Linked DNA regions of Hordeum vulgare: all the other regions are linked to region 1. A link is a contact called in public Hi-C data. All regions are on one chromosome and are shown on one strand. The core of a region is the stretch at or near the end of the contact, and the rest is flanking DNA. Distances in the headings are between cores, read along the strand shown.

Region 1 (4,638 bases), core at 1,399-3,898:
CTTGGAGTTGATGGCAACGTGTGATGCTCGGTCCTTCAGATCGGCAGCTTGGTCTTCTCGCCGTTCTTTAGATCTGACGAGATCAGTTTCTCGGTCTGTCGCTGGCGTTCGTGGTTATTCGCGACGGCGCTGGCGGCCGGGGCGAGGTGGTTCTTCTGGAGCGAGGATGTCGGTCCGAAGGTGGTGGATCTGCCGTTCCTCTCCAACTTTGATGGGAGGCGACAAATCTTGGTCCAAGACAGCACGGGGACGTCCCCCGGTCGACGAGCCACAGCGACACGTGCCTTGCTGCGTGCAGCGGGCCCGTTCATCGACTCACAAAGCCTCGTTGGCGATGGTGCTTTCTCGGATCTTGGGATGGTGGAGGCTCGGCGTCTCTTCCGGCGTTCGCCTCGGCGGCGCTGGAGTTGGGCGGCGGCCGTTCGCTACGGTGATTGCAGGAAACCCTAGGGATCGTTTTGTATTTTTTGATCTTTTAGGTTTTTATCTGCAAATTCAGGATAATCATTTTATCCCGGTTTGTCTTTTAGTTTTCACGTGTGTTGCTATATTGTAACTTGATTTTCGATTAATGAAACATGTGGTTGTTCAAAAAAAAAAAAGCTTGAATTGATCTGCACAAACCGTTCAATTTGTATTGCAAATTCCAAACGGGAGCCAGTAACTTGATCGTTGCAAGTAGCCAACAACCGCGTTCGCAGAAAAACACCAAGCCAACAACTGCTTTCTGTAAGCTGGAGGGGGAGTTGAAGGGAGCAAAACAAAAGATTTTGTTTGTGAAGGAAGGAAGAAAAAATTAGGGGCATTCCGAGAATTGAACTCGGGACCTCTCGCACCCTAAGCGAGAATCATACCACTAGACCAAATGCCCTTAGGTGTCTCTTTCTACTGTGTCACTTATTAGAACATAATAATGAGATGTCAATTACTACCACTCCGTATGTTATACCATTTCTTCTGTGGTAAAGACACAACAATTAGTTACCGATGTTATCAGCCAAGCAGTTCGTATATATATGTACTGCCTTTGATCTTTGTGCAAGTGCAACCGTGCATGGGCCTGACCTACAGGTTTTTGTGATCCCTTGAGTGATTAGCAGAAGAGCTAAGACCGTGAACAATGCTATCATCAAACCTGATTTTCTTGCTGTAGAAGGAAAGAAAACTGCATTTATGCAATATGTAGCTCATCTTAATGTATCTCAGGCCTCGACAGAAAGACTAATGCCGCGTAAAGCATTGCATGCCAACTACAAGAAAAATACATTACCCAAAAAAAACTACAAGACATATATATGCGATGATCAAGCTGTAGATCACCGTATCTCCGTTGGATTAATTTAAATACGACACGCTTAATTTCCTCGAGCAGAAGTGGTTCGCATGTACACACGGCGGGGAAAATGGAACCACATATGTGCAGTCCAGCTAGCTAGTAAGTCAAGCACCATATGATATATATCTTGCATTTCTGCATATATGTTCTGTCAATTCAATCGCCCAATGCATTAGTTAGCTAGCTAGCTGCTCCTGCCAATTACAACTTGCAGCACCAACTAGAACGAATCAACAAATAAATCAATTTCATATCTCATGGGTGCACCGGTTATTACAATTAATGTACAGCAAGAACTGCAAACAAAGGTAAACAAAAAAAAATCAAAATCAAACACATAAAATCAATACTGCAAGAACCTAGCAGACTACTAATTAATTTACAGCTTGCCAAACCAGTCTAGACAACGCCGGGCCAATTTCGATCATCTCGTGCGTGAGGCGAGCGAGCATGCGTGTCCATCATGCAGAAAACCCTAATGCATATTGAGTTGGTAAAGACTTCTGACCATGTCGCGGGTTGACCGGCCCTCACCCGATTATTGCTGCTGAGATGATAGCGGCCCGAAGATGTCGAGGAAGCCGGACGGCGAGCCGAGCGCCGACGCGCCGCCGGGGCTCAAGAAATGGTCGCTGGCCTGGTGCAGCCACGGGGAGACCATGGGCGCCTCGCCCTTGAGCGCCCCGCCGCGGAGCGGGCTGAGGTCGTGGAACAGGAACCCCGTCGTCGGCGACGGCGACGGCCCCGCCCACGACGGCGGCACGTTCTGCTGCTGCTGTCTCGTGGCCGTCACCGAGACGGACACCGCGGGGCCGGGCCGGTTCAGGGCGCGGGCCTTGACGCGCACCGGCTGCGCCGCCCTCCCGGCTCTGTCGGTCGCGGCCCCCGGGGAAGACGTCGACGTCGACGCCCTCTCCCGCCCGTCCTCCCCGGCGACCTCCGGGCCCGTGAGCCGCTGCACGAGCGACATGAACTCGTGGGCCTCCACGTGGATCACCTTGGGGGACACCATGTAGATGATGACCGGCTTCCGGTTCTGCTGCTGCGCCGGCTTGCCGATCTTGCGCGACGCGCCGTGCACGCCGAGGGCCCTGTGCCGGACGTCGGCGTTGTCGTAGCTGGTGGTGGTGGCCATGGGAGGTGGAACACAAGGGAGCGCACGGGCCGGCGACAACGACGACGGGCGGATAGCTACCGGCCGGGGGTAATGGATAGCAGGATAGGTGCGACTTTGAGGCAGGCAGACACGGATGATCTTCTATCGGGACAGCTAGAGGTTAAACGTAACGATCTTCTATCAGCTACGGGGGCAAAACGGCTTATATAGCCATGGACAGCGTCCTCGCCTCCTTCCTGGCGTTTTAAAGGCTAAATCGAATGAGACAAGAGTGGTGCGGCGTGGCACGTGCCTCGTGTTCCATCCTGTGTGGTCGCCTCTCTCCGCAGCCATGGTTGTGTGCTCCGTCGTCGACACATGCATATATTTTTTACTGCTGGAACAATCCCGTTTGAAGTGCAATACCCCGGTTTTATTTACAGAGAAATATGATGTTTGGTAGCCACACCCACACGTTGTCTTCTGTACTTCTGTTCAGGTCAATTTTTCGTTCTTCGAATTTTACTCGGCGGTGCTGTCGCCCCTTTGATTCACATGAATGGATGGATGGAAGGGCTAGAGGATATCTTTCTCTCATCTCAGCTTCAGCTTCAAGACAGAAGTAAATGAATGGAAAGTTCGACTCATTGCCTCATTCCAAAATTCCTTTGCAAGAGACGTACCATGTTGGAACCTCATTAGCTCTAGCTCTAGATCAAGCAAATAGTTGTGCCAACAAGGAAGTTTTAATTTCTCCACAATTGACCTCTTCACGATTCATGTCGTATCTTTTTTTTTTTTTTTGCACTGCAATTAAGCATTTTGGAGTACTGATTTTTTTTTCATGACTTACACGAATGCCATACATTATAGAGTTTCTGTATTTGCCAATCCTATATTTCACACATGTATTACTATCTTATTTCTACTCTTCTTTTCTTTCTAATTCTCCATTTCCTTATCCTATGAATTAGAGGAGTCCTGAAAAAGAAAGAGGATTTGTGTGTCAAAGACTAAAGGAAACAAAATGCCAGATTCTTAATTGGACTAATATTGGACGAGTATTCGAGAACCGGAAGATATGGATGCCTTGAAGCAAGGTGATGAAATGATCCTTCTAAATGTTGTGCACATGATGTGCATGTGCATGACTAATTCCTCATGCATATGCTGGTTGTTGATCTAAATGATGGACAATGTATGATCTTTTTTGCTTTATTCCATGTTGTGTTGCTGGTCCTTGCGACGTCCATTGGTCGCTTACTAATAGACTATGTTCGTTAACACATTGGTTCATGTTTTCGCCTTGTAGTTTGTGTGCTGATGGTAGGCATACACAATGAGTTTCAAGTTTCTTCCTTCCCTGCTCCTTTTTGTTGTTGTAAAAACCATTCAAAAGTAAATGAAAGGTGATGCCCAGCTCCAAAACAATATTCTTCACATTTCCTGAGAAAAACTCCATTTGAACTATAACACCTTCCGTGGCGGGTATCATAACAATTACTATTATGCATGCGAGTGGCATACAATTAAATGAAGAAAAAGAAGTCAATATCATATCATTCTTACTTATCATAATAATTAATGATGTATTTCTATCTGTCATTCATGTAAAGAAAGTTAGGCCACATAAAACACTATCACATATCTCGCAATAAAACATATACCATATGATATTCTACACGATGAAGAGAGTATCAAACATCAATATCATATGCATGATACTCATGTAGGATACTCTGCATTAATGTAGTCTAAGGGCATCTCCAAGACGAACCCACAAAGTGCCCGCATCCGTCTGGGCCGCGCTGTCCGGACCACCGAAGCCATCCAACACAGGCCTGTATCACTCCGTGGGGCCGTCCGGATGTGTTTTCTTCCATAAACCGGAGATAGACGTGAGGAACTTCGCGGGAGTACGGACACCAAACATGAACTCCAACACACCCGGCCCACCCAAAACCCTTCCCGAACACCGCGCCTTCATCCTCCCCATTTTCTATTCTTCCTTCTTTTTCTCTTGCTTTCACCGCCACTCCACCATATTGGCCGCCACGCCACACCCCTAGCGGAACTCTACGTCTCTCTGGCCTCCAACGCTCCAGTGGGCTCCACCCCGCTTCTCCTCCGTCACCATTCCACCCCTGTCCTCCGACCACCCTGCTAGGTACCATCTACCACTACTATGCTCACCATGCGTGACAAT
Region 2 (4,638 bases), core at 1,188-3,687, 410 kb after region 1:
TTGGTTTAGTTGATGCCTTGTGGTCATCTGTTGGTCCACATAGCCTAGTGCAGTAGTGTGTATGGTCTCTGTACTAGTCATAGGCTTAACATGGTTACTGATTATTGATCATCTCCCAGCTGGACCTATTTTAATACGGAGAAATGTGAATCTGATATTATTTCAAGTTCGATGCACTAACACATGTTGACGTTAATGCACTGACACGTATTTAAGTTGGCCTCTAGCTGACGGATGCCGTTTCCCTGCAGCAATGTTCTTAAAGCACCTGATGATTCTCTATGGTGACTGATCCCTTGTATTACAAGAGTGTTACACAAGGGAACATCCAGGAATTGGATGGATGGTCTCATGCGCAGGAGTAATTGATTGACAGATGTTTTCGGTAAATTGTGTTCTTCGTCTCGGTTTGGCTTACCAAATGATTTTGTGAGTTTACTTCTCAATTATATTCTCATTGATGCTCTTCGGCTAACCACTTGCTTTGAGGTCACTAATGGAGTTGAGATTGTGTACAGGAAAACTCGGGGTGCATGCTCTCTCTTTTCTTCAATTGTTACTCCTTCCAGCTATAGAAAGTACACCATCTGTTCCCTAATGTAAGACGTTTTCGCAAAACGTCTTAGGTAGTACTAACATACCGCATACATGTTGAGAATTTTGTGCTTGCATTCATACGACAGCCCATACACATATTTTGGAACCTTATTCTTAATTAGGGTTACTACTACAGGACTAGGATGAGCAGTGCTTACAGACGATTGTCTTGTCAATTAAAGAGTTTGCAAATATCACCTCACCATATTCCGGATATCCTTTTGGTGATGAGAAACCTTGGCTGAAAACAACACATCATCGGTTCTCTAACAAAGGAAATCAAATGCACAAGAGTACTGCATTACAAGGTGTTTATTACATTTATTAGAAAGCGATATCATTGAGGTTCTCTAACAAAGGAAATCAAATGCACAAGAGTACTGCATTACAAGGTGTTTATTACATTTATTAGAAAGCGATATCATTGATATATACGTAATCATGTAGTACTATATAGTCTGATGATGTTGATACATAGTGTGACTATCATGACGGTGACGGCATATACTTAGTTACATACAAGTAAGCCTTTGATTAATTTATAAATACACAGGGCTTCACACACACGCGTACATACACAGTAGTAATTAATCGTTTCCTAAGCTTGATTTTACGTAGTGCGTAATGGAGAGATACTCGGCTGGTACCTACGATGTGGAGCAATGATCTTAACTGCTTGTGCGCCAACCACCCTACCAGATCCTTGATCTGGGATGGTGACCTGATCACACTTTCTTAACCGTGCAATATTTTTCTTCAGATGAGGAGGCTGCCTTCTTCACCGTGCAGCAGCCCATGTGACGGCGAAGCCGGGCTGCTCCTGCTCAGCAGCTCCTCTATCATCTGCAGCGCGATCCTCTCTTCGTCCTCCATTGCCTCCGGTGGGGAGCCCGTTGTGGACGTGGACGTGGACGAGGAAGGAGTCGCCGACACCGTGCTGTCGCTGGGCGTTGGTGGTGCCGCTGCGGCCGGCTCCTTGTTGAGCTCGACGGTCATGACCCAGCTGGAGTCGGCACGGGCACCCGCGCGCTTCTGCCAGACGCCAATGTGGGACTTCTCGGTGTCGAGGCGGAGGCAGGTGAGGGACGGGGACGGTGTCTTGCAGCACTTGCGGAGCTTGGCGCTGAGGATCTGTGACAGGCTGCTGGCGCCGGCGGCCCCGGAGGACGACGAGCCAACGCCACCGCGAATGTCCCGTGCTGCTGCTGCTGGGGCGACGATGATCTCCCCGTTGGCACTCCTCGGTACGGGGAAGTTGGTCTTGGCGTTGCGCCCGCTCATCAGGATGGCAGCCTCATCGTACGCCCGCGCAGCCTCCTCCGCCGTCTCAAAGGTGCCCAACCACACCCTCCTCTTCCTGTAAACCATACACACATACATGCATGCATTTTGAACACATCAAGAGAAAATCAACGAAAGCAGCCTTAAAGCAGTTGGCAATTCAAACTAGAGTCAATGTATCTATCTCTCAGGACACGGTGGGATAGCCACACGAGTCGTAGGCCGGAGAGTAGGGGTAGCAGCTATAGAGAGAGAGAGAGCTAGCGAGAGGCTTACAGGAGAGGATGCCTGATCTCGGAGACCCAGGAGCCCCAGTGGCGCTGCCTGACGCCGCGAAACTTCTTCTTGGACTGTACCATGATGTTTCTCTGCGGAATGCAGAGCGAGCGAGATTCTCTCTCTGACAGGGAGGAGGACGGGCAGAGCGGAGGGAAGGAATGATCAGCAGGCAGTGTGGCGCAGTGCGAGTGAGTGAGTGAGTGAGTGTGAGCCCGGCCTCCTCCACGGAAGAGAGGCGGAGCAGTCTAGTGTGGGGAGGAGCGAAGGCCCTGCTGCTCCCAGTGAATATAAGCTACTGCACCTCGGACCCCCCCTGTACTTGCAGAGCGTTAAATGTGGTTAGATAGAAAGATGGATAGGCGGATGCGTATACACCTACGCTTGCATACATACATACATACATACATACATACATACATACATACATACATACATACACATAGGGCCACATGGCGTATGCATGTGTGTGACTGGGAGAGAGATCGATTGGATTTTGCCGGGGTGGCAGTAACTTCAACTGACTGGGAGTACGTGTGCCTTGCGTTCCACGTATCTGTTGATGGTTGGGCTGCTTCCATGCATGCCCGTCCTTGTTTCACTTGTACTCCGCTAGGACATTGGGGTACTGTCAATCTGTCATGTGCGTCACCCACTCTAAGCTTCTCAGAGATTTCGTGTCACTACCATGCAGTACACACACCGAATCTATCCATCATCTTACTGGGACATGGTTACTTCCGGGACCTACAAGTTACAACTCCAGTTTCAGGTTGAAATTCACCACTCCCTATGGAAGTTGTGACATTAGTGACTACCTGACTACCATATATGAATACAAGTATACAACATATGTAGTGGTGCCTAAAGGGCAGGCAATTCAGCTAGCAATCCCCTACTCTGTCTGTATAAGGCTGTAATCCATGGAGGGGGTTGGAGCAGTGGGGTTGGAAGCTGTAACAGCATGCGTGTAGCAAGTGATAAAGCTCAGCCCAGCCAGAGGGAAAGACAAAGACCAAAGGAGAGAAGAAAGATCAAAGATCTCTCCGGCGAGAGCTTGCTGGGGGAAGGGAAGAGGGGCCCCCCGTTGCGCTGCTGGGGTGGGCTGTCGGTGAACTGTGGCCGAGTGGCAACGTAACCACTCCCTCCCCGCTGCCTGCCAGTACGTAACCCCGGTAATTAACTCCCCCACCTACACGCTTGGCGACCTCATTTATGGCGTGGGAGACCTCATTTGCAAGAGACGAGCCGGAGCCATGGATCCAACCCGTCCAGCTCTTTGTGGTAATCCCATTTGGTTTTCGAAATCACTCTTATTGCTAAGGGCATCTTGACACTTTTTGCCATCCATCTAATGCTATCTCTCAAACTTCCGCACGCTGGTCTAGACATTCAAGTTCCAACGAACTACTCCCTCCGTTTCTAAATATAAGTCTTTTAAGAGATTTTACTAGGAAACTACATATGGATGTATATAGACATATTATAGAGTGTAGATTCGCTCATTTTGTTCCGTATGTAGTCTCTTAGTGAAATCTTTAAAAAGACTTATATTTAGGACCGGACATTTCCTCTCATTGTGTGTCTGTTTTAGTGGTTAACGTTGAAGATGTCCTAAGTGCTCAGTGCTATTCCTATATACTCAGCTGGTTGTCATTTGTCGCTAAGGGCTACTCCTATAAATTCCTTGTAGTACATGGATGAAATGACAAGCATATGAAATTGTTTGAACATGGATCAAACTGTATTTGCCAATTTTATAGTATCACAAATAACTCACCATACTAAGAAATTAATTGATGATCAAGGCTGATTTCTGACACTCAAGCTAGTGCAGTAGGAAAAGACTCCCCAAGGGAGAAGAGGAGTGGAGTACAGTACCGGTCCTACTCCACAACAATAAAGCATGCGTGAATGCACGATACGACGTGCCCATGATCGATGGACGTACGTGGTTACTCATCAGGCAGTCAAGTGCGAGCTACATCCAGGACGAGTAACAAATCTGTGCCATGCACTGACACACGCACTGCGGGTTTAACTACGCCAGTTCCAATGCCACTCCGTCCATGCAGGACACCCGCAGCCGAGCCATGGTGTGGGGTGTACCGTGTACAGGAGTACGCTACACCCGCAAAGAAGTTGGACGGCAATTAATAACTGCATCCTCCTCCTCCCGATCCATCAGCCCATCGGCCCGCCGTGCAAGCACCCAGTACCGCTCGCTCGCTCAATCACTCGCTAGCTATCTTAGGCTGCCAATCATCGGTCCATCATCCATGGCGTCGCCTGGCAGAGGTCCGGTAAAAAAGGTGAGAGGAAATTAATGGAGCCAGCGGGAATTGAATGGGCACGAGCGCGCTTTCACGGCTCGGCTCCACTCAGATACGTGTGTCAGTGAGTTCTTGCTGCATGTACCAGGACGGACGGAAGCTTCTTCCTTGTCCTGCTGCCGCTGGCTGCTAGCTCGGCCGATCGCACGTA
Region 3 (4,638 bases), core at 954-3,453, 350 kb before region 1:
TCGAGTGGTGCAATGATTTTTTAATCATTTGTTGGGAGTGACAAAACAATGTTGCAACAACCAAGTCAATTTGCACTTTATGTGTTTTGTTTTTTGAAAACACTTCCCGAGGGATTGAACGTGAAATGTCTGTCGCAACATCTGCATGCCACATGCCACAAACTGAGCTGCGTGTAACATGATCCTTGTTGCAAGACGCACGAGTAAAACACAAACTATATTGCATCGCGGAGGTAAAAACGAAAACTTGTGGATTGCAATAAGGCTCCTCTAACAAAACATTGCACCCAACACGAGGCTTGTTGCAAACACTCTTATTGCAAAGCGTTGAGCGCAACACGAAGCTTATTGTAAAGCCATAGCGAGCATATCAAACACAGAAAAAAGAAAATTAAACTACTTAAGGGATTACAACATGGCTCGTAATGCAAAGCTTGAACGTAACTCGAGGCTTGTTGCAAAGGCTCAATAAACAAATCAGACGAGGCGCAATAAAAAAATGTTTAGATATTGCAATAAGGCTTGTGTTTGCGGCATGTCTTTTTTCTTCTCATTAATGCTTGTGTTTTTTGTACTTTGGCTGCATGCCCATGGCACGATCCATGAAGCAATCAAACACAGTGCTGATACGAAGGAGACACTGTACCAGATTGGCAGGTTACATGGACGAGATGAACAACTGATAGCAATGCAGATCACGAGGAGAGTAAAGTCTGAAATAAACCCTGAGGTTGTAGAGACCGACACAGATGAACCCTTACTTTTAAATCTTTAAAGTTTGTACCCTGACTTTTTAGATTCCGGTCTGTCCTGACCCTAGATACATTTGACACACCGGGAAAAGCATAATCCTGACCGGGAACTCGCTTTTCTCGCTGTTGTGCGGGTCAAGCCATATTCTTCATCGCTCCCAGCTCTCTCTCTTTCTTGTTCCCTTTCCGTATAGATACATCAATGGCTATCGGGGTAGATGCTTCTGAAAGGTGTCGGCGAGTTGATGAGCTGCAGCCTGCACGATGCATCGGCGGGAGTAGAGGCAGCGGGGCGAGCCTGCTGCCATATGGTGATCATGGAGGCCATGATGGCGATGGCAGCCGTGTGGATGACAGCCAAGGCAGCTGAGGAGCCGGGACGCCAACGACGAGAATCTATTTGCCATCAAGAGGACGAAGGCCACCATCAGGGATCACCGGACCAAGTTCAACATCTCCCTCGGCTCCGTTCACGCCAAGAAACTCCTGCTGCATCTTATCTCCGCGATGACGAGCTCCTGCCGCAGCTCTCGGAGCTGGGGAATCAGGGGTCCGTTGCCGTTGTCGGGGCCGATGCACGCAGCCACCGTGGTGTGCGCACTCGCGTTAGAGCACTTCGGTTGGCGCGTGGCACTGGAGGCCCGTGCTGACTCGCAACACGCATACACGGTCGCGCTCTGGGTTGGGTCTCGAGCTATGTCAAGGACTCCATCTCGCTGCAGCGCCGCTATCCCGGCTCCTCACGCCGCACTGGCTTGAGCATGTCGCCATGGCCGCCTCCCGGTGCAGCTCAGCAAGCGTAGGCTGTGGGCACGCGCGGCACGGGTGACGACAACCACAGCCACCCGAGCTTCTTCTGTATTCACGATGATGTCGACAAGCACCGACTGAGGACCGAAGTTCTGCCCGAAGACATGCACGTACAGGGATGGCTAGCTTGATGCATTCCTGAACTAGTCTATGACGTACAGGGGTACCCCGTACATGGATGATCTTTTTTTGATACACGCACGCAAGACGTCAGACACGGATGTATTGCAAGTTTGTAACATGCCCTTGTGATGCATCGTATTATTCTTGTCTTGCTGACACGACAACGACAACACTTCATTGATGGACACCGTGGTCGTGCTCACCATGTTGTAAGTGACTATAACCGGCCGGGATTGTGCCTTTCCCGTTATAAAAAAGAAGATTTTACTCATGCAAGGTTTAGACTAACCGGGATCTGTAAATACAGGGTACCAATTTTAAGGATTTGAAGGTGAGGGTTTGTTTGTGTCAATCTTTACAACCTCAGGGTTTATTTCAAACTTCATCTCGTCGGACTGGACTGCACACTGTGCCATGAAAGCTGGCCGCTGACAGACGTCAGATAAATGTGATCGGACGGCGGCTGACCCGGCTGATCCGCGCGAGGGATCAGCCGGATGACGCCTAGCACGGACAAAAAATAAAAAACAGCAAGCTCAATCAGCCAACAAGTCTTCACGGCACCCCCATTCCCCCACACCTCCGATCTATCTCCTTCCAAGCTTCCATGGAGGAGGAGCTAGGCACGAGCATCGAGGCTCTCATCCGACGGCTTAGGCTCCACCAGCCGCCTCCCTCCCCTTATACCGGCGATCCTTCAACAGCGGCGACCCCAGCCGCAGCTAACCTGTTTCAGCCTCGGAGAGCCGCCGTGCTGGTCTGCCTCTTCCAGGACGCTGCCGGCGAGCTGCGTGTCCTCCTCACCAAGCGCGCTTCCTCCCTCTCCACCCACTCCGGTGAGCAGCTCGCCCGCTTCTGCGTGACAGCTTCTGATCTATCCGAATCGTGGCGCCCCGGTAAAAATATTTTGGGGGAAATTTGTCACTGTATGCGCTAGGTTGGGGACTTGGGACTGAAGCATCCTACATTTCGCTTTCAGGTCTCGTTTTACGGCCCGTAGGTGACTGGATTGCTATTCCGCTTTTGCATTCTCTGAATTTTATCAAGGTGAATTCAAGCCAAGAATTGGGCTTCTGGTTGGTAGTTGAAGCAGAATCTAGTACAAGGCGTTGGTGTTCAGCAGCATTTCAGAATTCAGATGTTTGTACTGTTGATCCCATATGGGTTTTAATCTAGTAAACCAACGACTGTTGTTTATCATTAATCTTAATTCATTGGCTCCCGGTTCTTCTAGTTAGCTCTTACAAAAATTAGTCCTCGCGGGTAGTTATGCTACCATAGTGTACAATTAGTTTAGACTACCATGATGTTGGTGTCTTTTTTTTTTTGCGGGAAAAACTTCCGATCTATTCATCAAACATCATGGCAGTACAAAGAACACCAGGAGTAACAGAAATTACATCCATGTTCGTAGACCACCTAGCGACCACTACAAGCACCGGAGCAAGCTGAAGGCGCACCGTCATCATCGTCCCTCCCTCATAGGAGCCGGACAAGCCTTATTGTAGTAGACAGCCGGGAAGTCGTTGTACTAAGACCCCAAAGGACCAGCGCACCAGAACAACAACCGTCGCCGATGAGGAGAAGCGTAGATCGAGAAGATCGAATGCAGACGAACAACAACCATCACCCGTGAAGAGGCGCGTAGATCGAAAGGATCGAACACATACGAACAAAGACTGGATTCACCAAAGACAAACACCGACCAAATCCCGAGAGACCTGTCGGAGACACGCCTCCACAAGCCCTCTGACAATGCAAGACACACTGCCGGGAGGGGGGCTAGGTGGGGATAACCTTATTCCATCTTCAGGGAGCCGCCACCGCATTGCATACCTGAATAGGATACAAACTCTAACAAGACTCAAAAAGACGCCTAAAACGATATACATAGCAAATTGGAGAACTTGTTATGTACATGGGCCAAGCACACACATGCTGGTTCTGAGGTTTTGGTAAGCACAGAGCGAATTGGAGAAATCCCTTGGTATATAAAATCTAATAGTCCCTTGGTAAATATGCATTCTACATCATTATAATTTAATAGTCCCCATTTGATACATTTTAGTGTATATGAGATTTTCTCCCAGAAAAGGCTACAAGTTCCATAACGCACTACAAAAATCCTAAGATTCCTACAAATACCAAATATGCTTACAAGTGAATTTGGATTTTCAACTTAGCTTTCTGTTCAGCGCTTGTTTGGCTTGTCTTAGCTTTTATATTTAAACAATCAGGTCCTCAAATGGATACCAACCTAGACACGAGCCGGATAAACCCTATCTGATTTTGTTTTCTCCATTTGAGATTTGCAGGGGAGGTTGCATTGCCCGGAGGAAAGGCAGATGAGGGCGATGCTGATGATGCAGCAACAGCATTAAGGGAGGCAAAGGAGGAGATTGGGCTTGATCCATCCTTGGTCACTGTCGTTTCCTCGCTTGAGCACTTCTTGTCCAAGGTAAGATGTCTATGGGTTCTCGGCTTCTCGCTTATACCCTCACCGAAAAAAAATCACATTGTATAGCAGGACAGATTATTTAAGTGCATCATCGTAAAGACATGTAAGTTTTCTTTTCCTTGCTTAGACTTCGAAATAAAACACATGCATGCAGCTCAGACTTAGGATTTGCTTATAGATGTTTTGAGGATCATGTAGCAGGCTGTTCTTTAGAGTCCTCTTTTTCTGGATAGAACGTTATCTTTTTGCCCTTCTGATATCTCGGAATTAATATCATGAGCTCTCTTGGAAAGTTGCATAGCTAAAGTGAAATATTAATCTGAAGGAAAATTTGACTGTAATTTGAATTGAACCAAAAGCGCACTGCAATTTACCTTGGGACTAGGCAGCTCGTTTAGATTGTGCATGCTATCTTTTGCTTTTCAAGGTGGTGCACCTGATCATTTTGGCATTATTAAGGGTCTCGTTTAGGATTTGATTGAACTAAGGATTGAG

The links. Hi-C and Micro-C count contacts between places; a contact is called where the count stands out from the background.
Region 2: a Hi-C map of leaf shows a contact between it and region 1, with 4 times the contacts expected there. The contact joins the promoter of LOC123411868 here to the promoter of LOC123411273 in region 1. A contact is called at or near these places in 5 of 6 Hi-C or Micro-C datasets (leaf and seedling) and 1 of 1 datasets of contacts at active chromatin or transcription factors (embryo).
Region 3: a Hi-C map of leaf shows a contact between it and region 1, with 2.8 times the contacts expected there. The contact joins the promoter of LOC123407999 here to the promoter of LOC123411273 in region 1. A contact is called at or near these places in 2 of 6 Hi-C or Micro-C datasets (leaf and seedling).

What each region holds. Positions count from the first base shown.
Region 1 is chr7H:525,219,236-525,223,873 of MorexV3_pseudomolecules_assembly, forward strand. LOC123411273 (protein MKS1-like) reads right to left here and starts at 2,649. Exons shown (of 1, transcript XM_045104203.1): 1 at 1,434-2,649. The coding sequence starts at 2,471. The coding sequence ends at 1,875. It overlaps TRNAP-AGG (a tRNA gene), which reads right to left and starts at 871; the gene lies at 800-871.
Region 2 is chr7H:525,632,708-525,637,345 of MorexV3_pseudomolecules_assembly, forward strand. LOC123411868 (ethylene-responsive transcription factor WIN1-like) reads right to left here and starts at 2,438. Exons shown (of 2, transcript XM_045104827.1): 1 at 2,155-2,438; 2 at 1,028-1,954. The coding sequence starts at 2,237. The coding sequence ends at 1,354. It overlaps LOC123411870 (a long non-coding RNA gene), which reads left to right. Exons shown (of 5, transcript XR_006613346.1): 3 at 252-429; 4 at 519-599; 5 at 1,358-1,447. It overlaps LOC123411869 (a long non-coding RNA gene), which reads left to right and starts at 1,844. Exons shown (of 3, transcript XR_006613345.1): 1 at 1,844-1,930.
Region 3 is chr7H:524,870,003-524,874,640 of MorexV3_pseudomolecules_assembly, forward strand. It overlaps LOC123407999 (nudix hydrolase 15, mitochondrial-like), which reads left to right and starts at 2,204. Exons shown (of 5, transcript XM_045101235.1): 1 at 2,204-2,581; 2 at 2,665-2,685; 3 at 4,001-4,143. The coding sequence starts at 2,293.